Linked DNA regions of Danio rerio: region 2 is linked to region 1. Evidence: chromatin contacts called from public HiChIP or PLAC-seq data. All regions are on one chromosome and are shown on one strand. Each heading gives the region's core, a stretch centred on a gene start, on an enhancer-like site or on the middle of the called end of the contact. The rest is flanking DNA. Distances are from core to core; before and after follow the strand shown. Region 1 holds the start of lin28b (lin-28 homolog B (C. elegans)). Region 2 holds the start of tfap2d (transcription factor AP-2 delta (activating enhancer binding protein 2 delta)).

What was found. HiChIP or PLAC-seq counts read pairs in DNA pulled down with a chosen protein or histone mark.
Region 2: a contact with region 1 is called in an H3K4me3 HiChIP or PLAC-seq map of gastrula embryo, with 2.9 times the contacts expected there. The contact joins the promoter of tfap2d here to the promoter of lin28b in region 1. A contact is called at or near these places in 2 of 4 datasets of contacts at active chromatin or transcription factors (embryo and gastrula embryo).

The regions. Positions count from the first base shown.
Region 1 is chr20:50,671,606-50,678,954 of GRCz12tu, forward strand. It overlaps lin28b (lin-28 homolog B (C. elegans)), which reads left to right and starts at 4,294. Exons shown (of 4, transcript NM_001301416.1): 1 at 4,294-4,303; 2 at 4,926-5,095. The coding sequence starts at 4,294.
Region 2 is chr20:50,916,853-50,924,201 of GRCz12tu, forward strand. It overlaps tfap2d (transcription factor AP-2 delta (activating enhancer binding protein 2 delta)), which reads right to left and starts at 3,590. Exons shown (of 8, transcript NM_001025546.1): 1 at 3,328-3,590; 2 at 2,119-2,616. The coding sequence starts at 3,366. It overlaps LOC137488700 (a long non-coding RNA gene), which reads left to right and starts at 3,465. Exons shown (of 3, transcript XR_012396113.1): 1 at 3,465-3,833.

The sequences.
Region 1 (7,349 bases), core at 3,044-5,543:
GATGAAAAAGCGTGAAAAAAATTGCTTTAAAAACAACTGATCATCTGTAAGTTGATTTTTGGTTGTTGTTGCAACAAAATAACCCAAATTCGCAATAAACACAAATTTAAATCGAAATTGATCTGTAATAATTACAGGAAACTCCATGCTTTAAAAATCTCCTTTTTATTTATTTGAACTATTCAGTTTATCATCAGTAAACATACAACTCTTCCTGTGTTAAAATGTCTGTAGGTCTGTTTGTATTTCAAACATTGTGTTTTTTTAAATAAAATAAAGTCTTACCTTATCCCAAAATCACAATTGTATCGGTCTTTGTATGAACAAATGATGTAGCAGCAGCCTTCACATGTTAAACTGAGAATGAAGCATTTCAAGTGTCCTTGTTATACTCGATATTTACCTCTGATTTGAGTCGGATCGGTTTCACAGCGTCGAAAAATAACTGTCGGGTTTGTGTTGACTTCGGAAGATGATTTCTGAGAGATTAAACAACTGAACGAATGTAACACCAAACCGAATGAAAAAGAGAAGAGCTGAATAAACTCTGGTGAACTCTATTGACCACTATGCGTTTCCTCAGGGGTTCGGCTTGTGGGGGTTGGTGAGGTGAAGGTATGGCGGATCCGAACTGCTCAATACATCCAAACAGTCACACAGACCCTCCAATCAGTTTCTTTTATTTAAGCACAAAGCATCGCCGTTTGTCGCAAAGCTGCATACATTGTCCATAAGCTTGCATCTGCCGTAAACCAAGTGTGTTATAGGAACTTGGATATTGCTTTCTATTAATATTCAAAGAATATTGTTTAGATGGTGGTTGGATCAGATATACAGATATTTATAAAGTGTTTTGCCTATAAATAAATACGAACCTAACAATAGTGTCCTTTATGTGAGCGCATGAACATTTGAAGTAAATCAGCAATGCTGCATTTTTGATTCAGTACATCCAAATATATTGTTTAGTTATTGGGTAAGTCAGATATAGCATATTTATAAAGTGTTTTGCATATAAATTAATATGAACCTAACAATAATGCCCTTTCTGTCAGCGCATGAACATTGGAAGTAAATCAGCAATGCTGCATTTTTTATTTAATACATTCAAATGTTCCAAACATATTGTTTAGCTAATGGGTAAGTCAGATATTCCCTGTATTTATAAAGTGTTTTGCCTATAAATAAATACGAGCCTAACAATAATGTCATTTATGCGAGCGCATGAACATTAGAAGTAAATCAGCAATGCTCCAAAATATGGTTGTTCAAAGTTCATCCATTTGAAGGCAAAGTACAACTAAATGGTATGAAATCAAGACCAAATTAAATATTTCCTTTGTTCAGTCGTTTTTTAAAATTCTTTTAAGTTAATTTGTAAATTTAAAAATGCTGAGCTTGTGAATTAAAATGTCAATTTGCAATGCATGTGTTCTACATTGCATTTCAATATAATGTACATTTGGATAGCACTAATATAAAAGACAAATTCACAGGAGGAAATAATTTGTCTGGTGTTTGGTTGAGTTTGGATTTGAACCAATGGTGTCCAAAGAGAAACAAAAAGTTTTGTTTATTTCTTTGAAAGAAAAACGAGGTCCTTCAAAAGTGAAACTGTAAAAGTTTATTGTGTTTTATGAACAATTCAGGATTGCAAGTTTTAATTGAACACTTTATGTATTGTTGAAAATATTGCATATGTATCCTTTAGTTGTTGAGTCACATTTTTGCTACACTGTAAAAGATTATATTGTCAATTAGTCATAACAGCAAATGTTTTAGTTCAGTGTAACTTATTAAACTAAGCTAATCATGTTCTAACTTAATTTTATAAGTTAAGCAAGCTGTCAGTTAACATAATATAAGTTTAATTTGATTCAGCTTAAAAATTTAGGGCAACCATGTTTTTTTTACAGTGTAGTTTATTCTTATTTATTCAAATGTTTACATAAAATATAATGACTAAAGTTTTGTGTCGTTGATTTGAAGAGCGCTTAAAATTACTTACAAACTCCACAGCTTCAAAAGTAACGCGTTCAAAACTAATATACAATCAATTTTTTATATATTTTATGCACGACTTGGGGCTCTTATTGCTAATCAGTCCAGCACTGAACTCAATATGTAAAACATTAACTTGTGTATACAAATATTTCGTTTAAATAACCTGCTGCTGATTTACGCCAAGCTGGTGTTTATTTTATTTAAACTTTAACATCTCAATGCGTATTTTTCCCCTTGGATCAGTATCAGTGCTGAAGGATTCTCTGAAGATATGCGTCGCCGTTTTGCGCTTTCAATAAAGACACAAACTATTAAAAACTATTAAACTTCTTCTTTTATCAATATGTGCATTTTCGATTCTTGTGAACTTTAACGGGATCAAATGGGGACATGTAGGGTGTGTCCGTGACCGCGTGGGACGCGTTTGCCGGCACTCTCGGGGCTATTTTATGAATGGTGGATAGGAAACCCTCGTGCAGGAAATGAGAAACTCCATAACATCTGACACCGGTGACCAGTTCCATGACCTGCGCCGTAATGGCACGACCACCATCATCCCCTCCACGCACCAGCAAACACACACACACATATACACATAGCATCTCCTGTAGCAGCTCTGGCGCAGGGGGTGGAGGTTTTGGGGGCAGGGGTGAATTCCGGAGGGTGGTCGGCATACATGGGTGGGGGTGGGTGAAGTGGGCGGGGCGTACAAGCGGTGGGGGTAGTTGTTGATTCACTCTTTCAACGTGTTTTTCCTCTGACTCAAAGACAGGGAAAAACATCCTCAGCAAGGATTCAGGTTCCAATCAGAACGAATTTCTTGCAGAAACTAAACGTAATTTTTTTATAACAGGAGATCATTATTTTAGTTGTGATTATGATAATTATTACTTGAATTTCGATTTGTTGGATTGGTGCATTTGGCTATAGCTTGACTTTTTATGTCATTATTTTTTAAGTGATCACTGAGATACAGTTCTAACGAACACACTAAGCACACACACATAAAGGAACATAGAATCCTCCGACTGATTCCATTCTATGCGTTCCATGTTGTCATGTAGAACATTCCATTTTCCTCTCATGCTATTTATTAAAGTGATCTGCTGGTGGTTTTGGATCAATGCTGCCTTTTCATCAATGTACAGATAATGCCGCTTGTGTGGCTATAATTCAATTCAGTGGAAATTTACACTAACCGTCTAAAAGTTTATGTTTTTTTAAGTTCGTTCTTTCAACAAGTGCACTTTTGCCTTAAGTATTTATAGGTGCCTGAATATTTGGTAAACCACTAAAACATTGTGTCTGCGAGGACTTGGTCAATAAGCTTTTCTTATTCTAGTTCAGTCTCATCGTTTGTACTGCAGCAAACAACTAACGCAAACTGCAGCGTGCTTCAACAAACGACAATTAGTGATGACCTCATGTCTAACAAACTATAATCTGCAATGTTAAAACAAAAGAAAAACTTGATCAGCAGAAGAGAAACACATTGATTTAAGCGATTTTTTAAAAGTTCTCATAATTGCATACTAAAGAATACCTACATAAATGTATGCGCTATACTTTTAATTCCAACAACTTAGCATAATACAACAGTTTTTAGTTTGAATGTTAATGTAAATGTATACACCTCTCGAAAAATAGGCTACACTGTTTTCAGATAAATTCTGGAAAATCTGTTGTCGTCGCTCGAAAAAGTGAGAACATTACAAAATGAAGTGTTATACAAGTATTTCCTTTCATAAGGCTACAAAGTATAACTACTGTGGTTACCAGCGGCTGGAATTTGGTTACATAACGCATCATTAAAATTGTTACATATAAAGGAGACCGATTCTAGACTTTTTGTTCCTTTGAATAACCAAACACGTGCAAAAACAAAATTTTAGACGCTAAAGCACGCTTTTAAAACTAAACCTGTTCAAACGGAGATGCTTTTACGTGACGCAGCCGAAGAGCTCGAAGTCCAGCCCGGTTCCGAGTCCGCTCCCTCTCCCGGGCTCACGGAGGAGTCACGTGTGCAGCGCTGCGAACGAGCGAATGAGAAACGGAGAGCGGGAGAGAGAGAGAGAGTGAGCGAGTGCGCGAGGGAGGGAAAGAGAGAGGATAGGAGATGTTAAAAGAGACATGACTAAATATCCAAAAAGGAGACGCACGCCGTACCATGCGCGCTAAATTTGTGCCCGCTGGAAATCGGGATGTCGGATCGACGGTGACGCGCATCACCCCATTTCACGGAGGAAACGATTTCGCTGGAACTTTGGAACGGAGGGTCCGCGGGGAAACATGGCCGAAGGTTACGATGCTTTTTTTATTCTTTTTTTCCGCGTTCACGTGGGAAGTCCTATTGTTGCACGCGCACCGCCGCGCTTTGTTTACGTTGTTTGTACGCGTGCTGAAGAGCCGTTTGCGCCAGTGGCATTGAAGGGGGGTGGGAGCGGACGAGAGAGGGGGGCCGGGTAACGTGTGCACACCTGCCCCACACCAGGCGGTTTACATACGGTAGATGCACGAGCACAAAAAGTTGTAGTGTAGCTACAAAACTAAACAGATTGTGCAATCGCAATACACTGCGCCATCCCATCCGAAGAGGTGTACCTCTACTTTTGATTCACTTTCTATAGCTTTTCGGAGAGTAAGAAAGGATGTAACGAGGCTTGGAGCAACACATTGTTCAAGTCTGAGACTTTGCCATTGAAAAAACTCATTAATCATAAATAGTAGGGGGCGTCTATGGTGGTCAGGGCCCATCGGTGATTTGAACGCGTGTTTATTGAGTAGTAGTTGGGGATTTCCCTCAGAATCGCTGCCCACGGTCATTGTGCATATCGAGAAGTGTAGGCTACATCTCATTAACACACAAGCAAACAAACATCATCATCCTTATCATCATGGGCTTTTCTCTCTTGACCGCACAGGAGGGCCGCGCAGAGGTGGCGGGTCGGACACCGCCAGGACTCCGCCGCAGAGTCTGTCTGGCTCGGGTTACTGCAAGTGGTTCAATGTCCGCATGGGGTTTGGATTTATATCGATGACCAGCAGCGAGGGGAAGCCAGTGGACCCTCCGCTAGACGTGTTCGTTCACCAAGTAAGTCCACTGGGCTCATTCGCTGTGCTTGCAGCCTTTCTCCTTCACCCGTTTTCACGTTATCTGTCGCATCTCATTGACATCAGCAGATGTGCTCGTGGAAAGCAGAAGTAAACATGCGCTTGTGTTTTCATCCCCTGTCACTTTAAGAGCCGCACTACTCACTCCTAAAAACATCTTTACTCTGGATCACCTCCATTGATATAATCACAAGAACGCCGTATTAGTAGTAAACAAGGAGGTATTTACGCGGCAGCTCTTAAAGGAACCTCAAGATTTAATTAGGGGAAAAAGAGTGTTTTTTTTGCGACAACTAGTAATGTAGTGCTCAGAGAAACATGTCTGATAAACATGTCGGAAAATCTGTCACACGAAGCACACCGCTTTCACAATCGCACTTTTGAGGCGATTTTCAGTGTGCACCGTTGTACTGAACATCATGTGCTCTCGTGTTTACATGGGTGTCGTTCAGCTCCCTTCACACAATATTTCGCCCTTTCAAATGTACATTGAGAGCTAAATCAATTCGGACACGTGTGCTAAACCGGAAATTATCCCCTTTCATCATTTTCCATGCGTTCTATGGTTCCTTAAAATAGAATATGCAAATGAAAAGAACAAAAGCGGGCCGAACAAGAGCTTTCTTCTGAGTTCCATTAGCACGCGGGCTCAACTGTTGTTCTGCTGTCAGTTTGGCTGATTTCGGTTACATTGTGTTCTTGTAATCTGTCTTTGATACTATTGTCGAGCAGTGTTATGTTTGTACTTGCTGGATGTTAATGAGATGGTAAAATGATTCATGTGACTTAACATTTCCATTGTTACGAAACGCATCTGCATAATCCTTGAAAATCTGAAATTCAATAACAGAAGCTAGTTTGCACAGGATACACACCTAGTCATATCTATCTATCTATCTATCTATCTATCTATCTATCTATCTATCTATCTATCTATCTATCTATCTATCTATCTATCTATCTATCTATCTATCTATCTATCTATCTATCTATCTTGAACACGTATTGAAGCAAACTATTTTAGTTTTTTCCCCCATTTATGTTTGATTAGTGTTTACTGTTTTTCTTTTTTCCCTGAAAGACTGACATAACATTATACAAATTTTCTGAATAAACTACAGTGAGAACTCATTGTAATTGATGTAAAATTATTATGTGGCAATTCAGTAACATAACAGCTTGTAGTGTTTGTTAAAGATACATTTTATTTAAAGTTTTCAAATTGAAAACAGCAGCTTTATCTTTTCTTTTTATTGTGAAATGTTTTTATGTTTATTAATGTATTTAGCTGGACTTGAAATATTTTGTGTATTTATATTTGATAAGCAATTTTTGTTTGTCGTTTGTTCCTAAAAAACAATCTGATTGCATGATGAGTTTGATGATGAAAGCGGTTTTGAAATATGCATAATTTCAAAGAAAATACATCTATCTATCTATCTATCTATCTATCTATCTATCTATCTATCTATCTATCTATCTATCTATCTATCTATCTATCTATCTATCTATCTATCTATCTATCTATCTATCTATCTATCTATCACATTTATAAAAAGTGTAATATATTTCACTTTAATAAATTACATCTGTCATTCTATCTTCTTGATTAGATAAAATGTTTTTAAATGCCATAATGTATTAGCAGAATTCCAATAGTATTTTTGGGGGGGGTTTGTCATTGTTTTTGTCATTTTAACATTGATCAAGATATTTTGCTGTAGATTTCTATATTAGATTGGTGTTTTTTGTTTGCTTTGTTCTCCAAAGAGATAGCCAAATATTATGCATGTTGTTGTATTTAATGGCTCATCGCTATTGTTATATAAAATAAGAAGCTTCAACAACATAACAGCTAGCTTGGACAGCGTAAACATTGGGATCTGTATTTCTGTCTGTCTGTGTATTTTTTATTTTTATGATTTTTTTTTCTATCTATCTATCTTACCGAGTTATTAAACATCACAGTACCGCACAATAGCTGTTTCTTAAATACGTAGTTTTAATATATTTTGTTGTTACTGAATTACAGTTATTTTTATTGTTATATTATTTACACATTATATATTGTTTTTTTAGATTTTTGTTAAGGTCTTGATTTGTTGAAAGGGAAATAATGTAAAATAACTATTGAGAAAATCTATACTGATCCTAGAGTTATTGAACATCACATTAGTGCACAATAGTTCTACCTTGAACATGTATTAAAGCAATCTATTTTATATATATATATA
Region 2 (7,349 bases), core at 2,340-4,839, 240 kb after region 1:
GGCACCTGTTACATTATGATGTCAAACCAACAGATTATTATTTTACTTTCTCTTATCAGTGATGTCATCAGCCGAAGGAACATTGGATTGCATCAAAAGAAAAGAGTTAATCCGTCTCACGAGCCACGACCAGTCTGGAGGCCAAGTCAGACACACACACACACACTCTCTCTCTTAAAGAAAAAAAAAAGAAAAGCACACATATTTCACCCACACACTCACATCCATATTGACACCATACTGGCGTGCTCTTGTAACCCTTTAACAAACTCCTGCTCTATTTTTCTTTTCCCCGCAGTTAAAGTGATTATAAAATCAATATACAAACCCGTCGGATCAGGCATAAATTACGCGTGTGCGTGTTAAAGGTGCGGCAGCTTCTATTGTTCCGCGTGCCAAATCTGTTTAGCGGCTCAAAGATGCGCTTGTGCGCACGAGACTGCCCGCATCTGTTCCGCGGCCTTCACCGAGCGCACGGTTTCATTCAGCACCAAAGAAAGGTCCAAAAAGCTTTTCACGGGACGTATGTGTTGCTTTCTGTGTTTTTGTGTCTGTTCTCCTGTGGGTCTTTTTGTGTGCGTGTGCAGAATGTTCCTTAACACGCGACAGCAATACTAAAGAATCTTGCGTTTTTTTCTCAACACGCTTAAACTTACAGCTGTTAAAAGCGTTAAGAAAAAACAATATTATAAAAGCAGCACATTACAAAATTGCATTGTTACTACAAAATATTAAAGCAGTTTAGTACGAATGTTTTCGGACATTCTATACTATAGTACTGCAATATATATTGGAGTACTATAGCATAGATTGGAGTACATATAAATAAATAAATAAATAAATAAATAAATAAATAATTAAATATATATATATATATATATATATATATATATATATATATATATATATATATATATATATATATATATATATATAAAATATATATGCAATAATGTTAACCCAATATCAACCCCAGCTGTACTATTTTATTAGAAAACAATGCTTATTTTGCAAATGTATTTATATTACTATTACAATAGTTTTATCATACTATTATATTTTGCAAATGTTTTATATTACTTTCATATTTTTACTATTGTACTATTTTATTTTGCAAATGTGTATATTATTTACACATGCGCTGTAAAACATGCACAAAACAAAAAATATTATGTAACAAATATATGTTAATCAAAATATTAAAACAAGAGTGTGTACATTCATATCTATCTTGTAGTATAATTTGTATAATCCTACAGTTTAGATTACGTCAGCGTTATCATTCAAATCTATAATTTTAGTATACAATTATAAATATTTATATGCAGTGAAATAAAATTTCCAAAAAATAGCAATGTCTAAAATTATTTATTTCAATACATAAAATGTATTTCTATTTAAATTCGCCGTCGCATTGCGTTTTAAAAGCACTGGGTAATTATTTTGATCTTAACATATTTTTGACTTACCGGTTAAACTTGAGCTGTTTCAGATGTCTGTGCATAAATAACCAGTTGATTGACATTAAGTCCTAAATTGGATAAACTACGGTGCTCTACAGCGGAGGATTTGCCTTTTGTTCGCACTTTTTCAAGCCCTTAATCCGCCTTTTAACAGAGGAAAAAGAAACAGCGGCTTTACAGAAGCGAGGCCCGACATACGCGCAGACTTCTCAATATTCACTATATTAAATATGTAAAATCCGCTGGTTAAATCAACTCAAATGCGGTGCATCCAAACGTTTCCAAATGCAGCTTTAAAAAGTCTTTATTTCACGCATCGGTAATTTATGCGTTTCTCATGCACCGACTGTTATTTTTTCACTATGTATTTTCTTCGTTTATACGCAATTTATTTGTAAAGAGTAGCTTACTATTGTGCGTTATTCGATCAATTTATTCGTTGTGCGAAATCATCAAGGCCGCAAAAGGTGATCGCACGGCCTTCTTTTTCCGGATGTTTTTTTTTTCGAGCCCTCGGGCAATCATTTCTTCTGTTCGGGCAGTGAAAGTGACTATGCAACATCCCTGAAGGCGTCGACTTTTCTGCAGACGACACCGTTGAGCGTGTGTGTGTTTGTGTTTTGTGCTTGAACGGTAGAATGTCGGTGAGGTGTACCTGTAGGTCATCGGCCCCCGGTGGCGGCAGCCCCAGACCCGCCCCGGGCAGCAGTCTTTGCTCGGGGTGCATGCCGTACTGAGAGCCGTGGCTCATGATTGACAGGTCATGCCTGCGGTACGCGTCCAGGCAGCCCAGTTCCCTTCGCTGCTCGTCCAGGCACGAAGACTTGAGCGCCCGGGCGTTGTGAAGGTTGATGAAGTCCGCCGGTTCGCCGTGATGGAGCTGCTGGTAATACTGCTGCGAGTGATGCAGAGAGTTTAACGAGTACGCGTCCGGGTTCACGGCCGGGTGGCTGTGCTGGAACTCGTAGTGGAACGACTGGTGGTGTAAGGGCGTGTACTGGTGGTTCGTGGGAAAATACGGGGAGGCAAATTCGGTTCCGGTAGCTGGGTATGTAAGCGGAGACGATGAAGAGTAAGCGACAGACGAGTTGGCCACAGATTCCAAGCATCCGAGTTGCATCAAACGGTAGCTGTTTGATCCGTCGTGACGTATCTGTGCGGGGAAAAAAGAGAAAAATATGAGGGATGTCATTTACACGCGCTCGCAGCGATCCGCGCGCATTTCTCACGCGGCGGAAACTCAAACCTTCCCCAAACACACAAACACACACAGCAGCTCAAAGTGTCTTTAGAAAAGTACCTGACGGCGATGTCATCTCTCCGTGCCTGGGAGGGAGTGCGTGAAACACACTGCAAACTGCTCCACGAGCTCACAGCGTTTTTTCCTCCCTCACTTGTCTATCATTTGCCACGGAGTCTGTTATTTGACTATATTATTATTACTACGTCCGTGCAATCGCTATTAAAAGCCTTTTAGTCCCAACAATCTACGCCCGTTTCACCGCAGGTAAGCACAAGACACCAGGGTCTGCACTACTGCTGCTACTGAGATAATTATTATGATTGTTATTAAGAAATAAAGAAAGAGCAAATATAGTCCAAATCACGGCGGAGATATTTTATTTACATGAACCATCGAGAGCAATTTATATCAATGAGAGAAAAAAAACAACAACAAATATAGCACAACGTATTTTCAGCAGAACTGAATAGTTATCCTCGCCTTTGCAGCAAACTCCCATCACAAGTATTAACTTCCATTCCGCTGTGCTAAGCAATCACAAATTCCCCTCCATCCGACGCTACGCTAAATTAAATTAAATTAGAGGATTTTTGTGAAGTGGTAAGAAATGAATTTAAATACCTCCGCATCGTGCACCAGTCCCGGAAATGTGGCTGACATTCTCGCGATCCAATAACCCGATTTCCTCGCGCTGTTGGACGAATGAAAGAAAAAAAATCCCCAAAATAGCGCGTGAAAATGAAATGTCGCCTCGCGCTGTCGGTAAAAGCGGCTGAAATGCCTCCCCTCTGCACAAAGCGCTCCCTGGCTCGGATTTTGTACTTGCTGGGTATTTCTCCGGCTGATGTCGTAGGTCCCTTGGTAATATAGAAGTTTTGAAAATTAAGCATCAGCATTGAGGAAAGGGAGGACAATAGAGAGAGCAGCCTCATCCCTGGAGACACGGAATAAATATTGTATCTTCGCCTAATAAGGAACCAAGTGCGCTTTCAACATTTTTGATGATTTTTGTGGACATTTCTTTAAGGTCGTTTGTGCTTTCTTTAGCAGGGCCAGTTTTATTTGTCTCCGTTTTCCTCGCGGCTTTACCATTTACCTGCTTTTTGGATTTTTTTTCCCAACAACACGTAAGTTTAACTTGGTGTATTTTGTATCGCTGTTATTTTGCACGATTAAACATTTCTAAATTTCACTTATTCGTAATGTGGTCTCGGTTTGTTTTATCAATTACTTTTATTTTGATTTAGGAGAGAAGCGATTGCATGAAAGAAAAATTAATTGCAAATAATAACAGAACGAATTAAGAACACTTTTAACCACAATCACGCATTTTCTTTATTATTTTGATCGAAAACTTAATTTATAGATAATGTCGAGCGAAAACATTAGTGCAAGAATTATTTAAATACTGTTTCAAAGCTATAGTATATAAATAGTCTATTTTAACTCCCCTTTTCATCAGTTGTGTACATTAATCGACGCTATTTCTATGTAGTATTTTGCTTTTATATATTACTTTTATATAGTACTTTAGCAATGCCCTTTTTTTTGACAACATCCGCACTTTGTACACACTTTATGTCCAGTTTAATTACACCGCAGCCATTCCATTCAACATGTATCATTTGTGTTCTGTTCACGGCTAACGGAACCGGGACAGTGACGGTCTGACCCACGCTGGAAGTGTTTTGTGCACGTTTAGGATGATGAGTGGGGCGCGCGTGCATGGGGGGTCATCGCTCAAATCAACCTGTCGGTCAAATTTACGTTTTAAGAGCCACACAGGTGCATGAAAAGACACGGACAACCGTTTCACCCACGGTCTGCGATAAACTTCCTAATATGAATATTTAACTAGAAAAAAAATAATAAAATGAGTCATGACGTTTAACAGGAAACACTTTCAGCTGATGTACAAATGTGAGTGTGTGTGTGTGTTTAAGTGAGTACCAGTCATTTGCCTCGTTCTCACCGTTTCTGAAAGTCTCCTCCCTCCCCAGAAGCAAAATACCCGAGTTAAGGTTTTTTGTGTGTGTGTCTGCAAGAGGTTTGGCAATTTTTAAGCGTTTAAAAAGCTGATGCTCCTTATTTAACCCAAATTACCGCCATTACCGCGGGCTCGCGCCCTCGTGCATGAGAAGGGCGGACGGAGACGCCTCAAGCGCCCGGTGTCTCGCGCAAAGGGAGGATCCTCTCACACAAACATACACATATACTGACGTATTCCGCTTCATAAATCTTTAACTCACAAAACAACGTGAGAGAAGGGAAGCCTCATTTTATTTTCATTTAATGGGCGAGCTAAAACGGCTGATGTTGTTTTAAGTAGACATTATTGAGGAGGCCTACATCATTGGCTCTCTCTCTCTCTCTTTTTTCTCAGGCAAACAAAACAGAAAGGAAATGTGTGATCTCCGAACACCAGGACTAATTCAGATTAACATGACACAAGATACACTAAAAAAAGGATTTTTGCTGCTTGTTTAAAGTACTTGTTAGAAACAATTCTTGAGATTTTTTTTGGCATAACTTAATTATTTTATGTTTAATCCACTTTAAAAAAAAACAATTAACGTAAAAAAGTCCTAGTTTCCCTAATTTTCTTTACCCAAGCTAAATTACTTTTATTTACCTTCGGTTGAGCACAAAACAATATATTTAAGAAATCTGCAAACCTGAAACCATTGACTTCCATAGTAAGCTATTGATTTTTCCTATATTAAAGTCAATCGTTATAGCTTTTCAGCTTTCCTAAATATATCTTCTGTTGTGTTCAGCAAGAGAAATAAACTTATCAAGGTTTTGAACCACTCGAGGATGAACAAAGAGTGCATTTTAATTTTGGGTGAACTATCCCTTTAACCTAGCCAGTTTGTGTTGGGACAACTTGAATTCATTTGTGTGAAACCGTATAGACCATTTTTAGGGATGCAAACAATAATAGTCTTTTACATTTTTAATTTCCATAGCTTCCGAGAATCCAAAAAGACCAACATATTGATAAATAATTTTATGACAGACATTTAACGTCAAGTTATGATTAAATTGTCTCTTGTTACAATTAGGAAATAGTTTAACAAGCAGGAAATGTTCATAGGCAAATGAGATTAACAAAATGAAACGGTTCATAACAGTAATATTAAACGAATAGTTGGTAAAATAAACTTAAAATGTAAATAATTCAATAAAACGAGCAGGTTGTTGTGCCATAAATGCACTTTAAAGGTCTGGGGGTGACATAGGAAACGAATCGCCCAGCAGGAGGCTCTTATGAAATAACACGGTCTGGTTTCAGATATATATCTAAGGCCTCCAGGCAGACTGTAAATTACACGATGTGAGCGCGAGAGAACCCGTCCTCTCACGTGAGGGATTAGAAGCTTTCGCTTGTGTAGTCTGCGAGTGCTCGCGGGATTGAGCGAAGCACCAGTTGCACGGTAGACGGTCTTAATAGGGCTTAACGCGCACAACAGCGGATGCACATATGCACGCTGTACCGGTCAGGGCTCGAGTCCATCTGTTCGGTCTGGATGCTCCTCGAGATGGTTCCACTATACGTAAATCCGCCGCCAATCCACGCAAAATTAGAAATAAAAATAACAGATGCAAAATGAAACTTTTTTTAAAGAGGAGGTGTCCATCCCAGTTTGGCCCAGAGTTAACTGTAATTGATTTAACATTGGATTAAAAGCGTCGCAAACTGTTACTAGCAGCTGGCCGCCACCGGATCATAAGATCTGTCATTTGGAGCAGCAACAATCAGAAGCCAAGACAAATATTCTGGTGACTCTTAAAAACCTCAGTTGACTTGTAACCGCGTAAACATACAAGCTCAAGTGGTTTTGTCGACATTCATACATAAATGAGATTGAGTATAAGTTTTAAACATACTAATAGAAATATAAGAAATACTGATATTAATGTATAAACAGTGAACTTATCCAACTTAGCAATTTATGAAAAGTTCAGATAGCTAGAAATGTCTTAATTTGTAATTGCATAAAATGTTAAATTATTTGATAAAATTGTTCAGATTTAGCTACGTTGTTTACCTCTGTAGATTAAAAAAATCTGACTACTTTATTTAAACAGAATATTTAACAAATAAAGTTGCTCAAATTGTTGCCTTCCCCCAAATATCAGGTTGGCACCGCAATCTATCAGCATCCAAAACCCACACTGCTTTGTTAATCTGGAGATAGACAGGTAAAGAAACTTATTTTAATTCAAGCTCTATGTCGACAATGCAGTTTGTCTCACACTGACCACTTGTCGAAAACACAGTCAAATGAAGTTCATCAGTCGTGGATGTGAGTGATGCTCAATATGGTGTCTGCGTCCGTTAGATAACGGCTCTCTAGCTTTATACACTGCAAAACACCAAATAAGGTGTTTATGAGATAATTATAATTAAAAAGTATACGCAGCCCTCATCGATGTGACCTACATTCACCACACACACATCCACACACAGTTTTATATGCTAATAGATTTGGAGGGGGAGGGGCGCAGCGTCAGTTTCAGCGCGTGGTGTATTTGGTGGATTTAATGAAGTGCACTAAATTAATTTTCTCAGAGCCAGGCGAAATTTTTAACCAAATAAAATCCATTAGGTGTTTAACGAATATTTCAATGTAAATCAT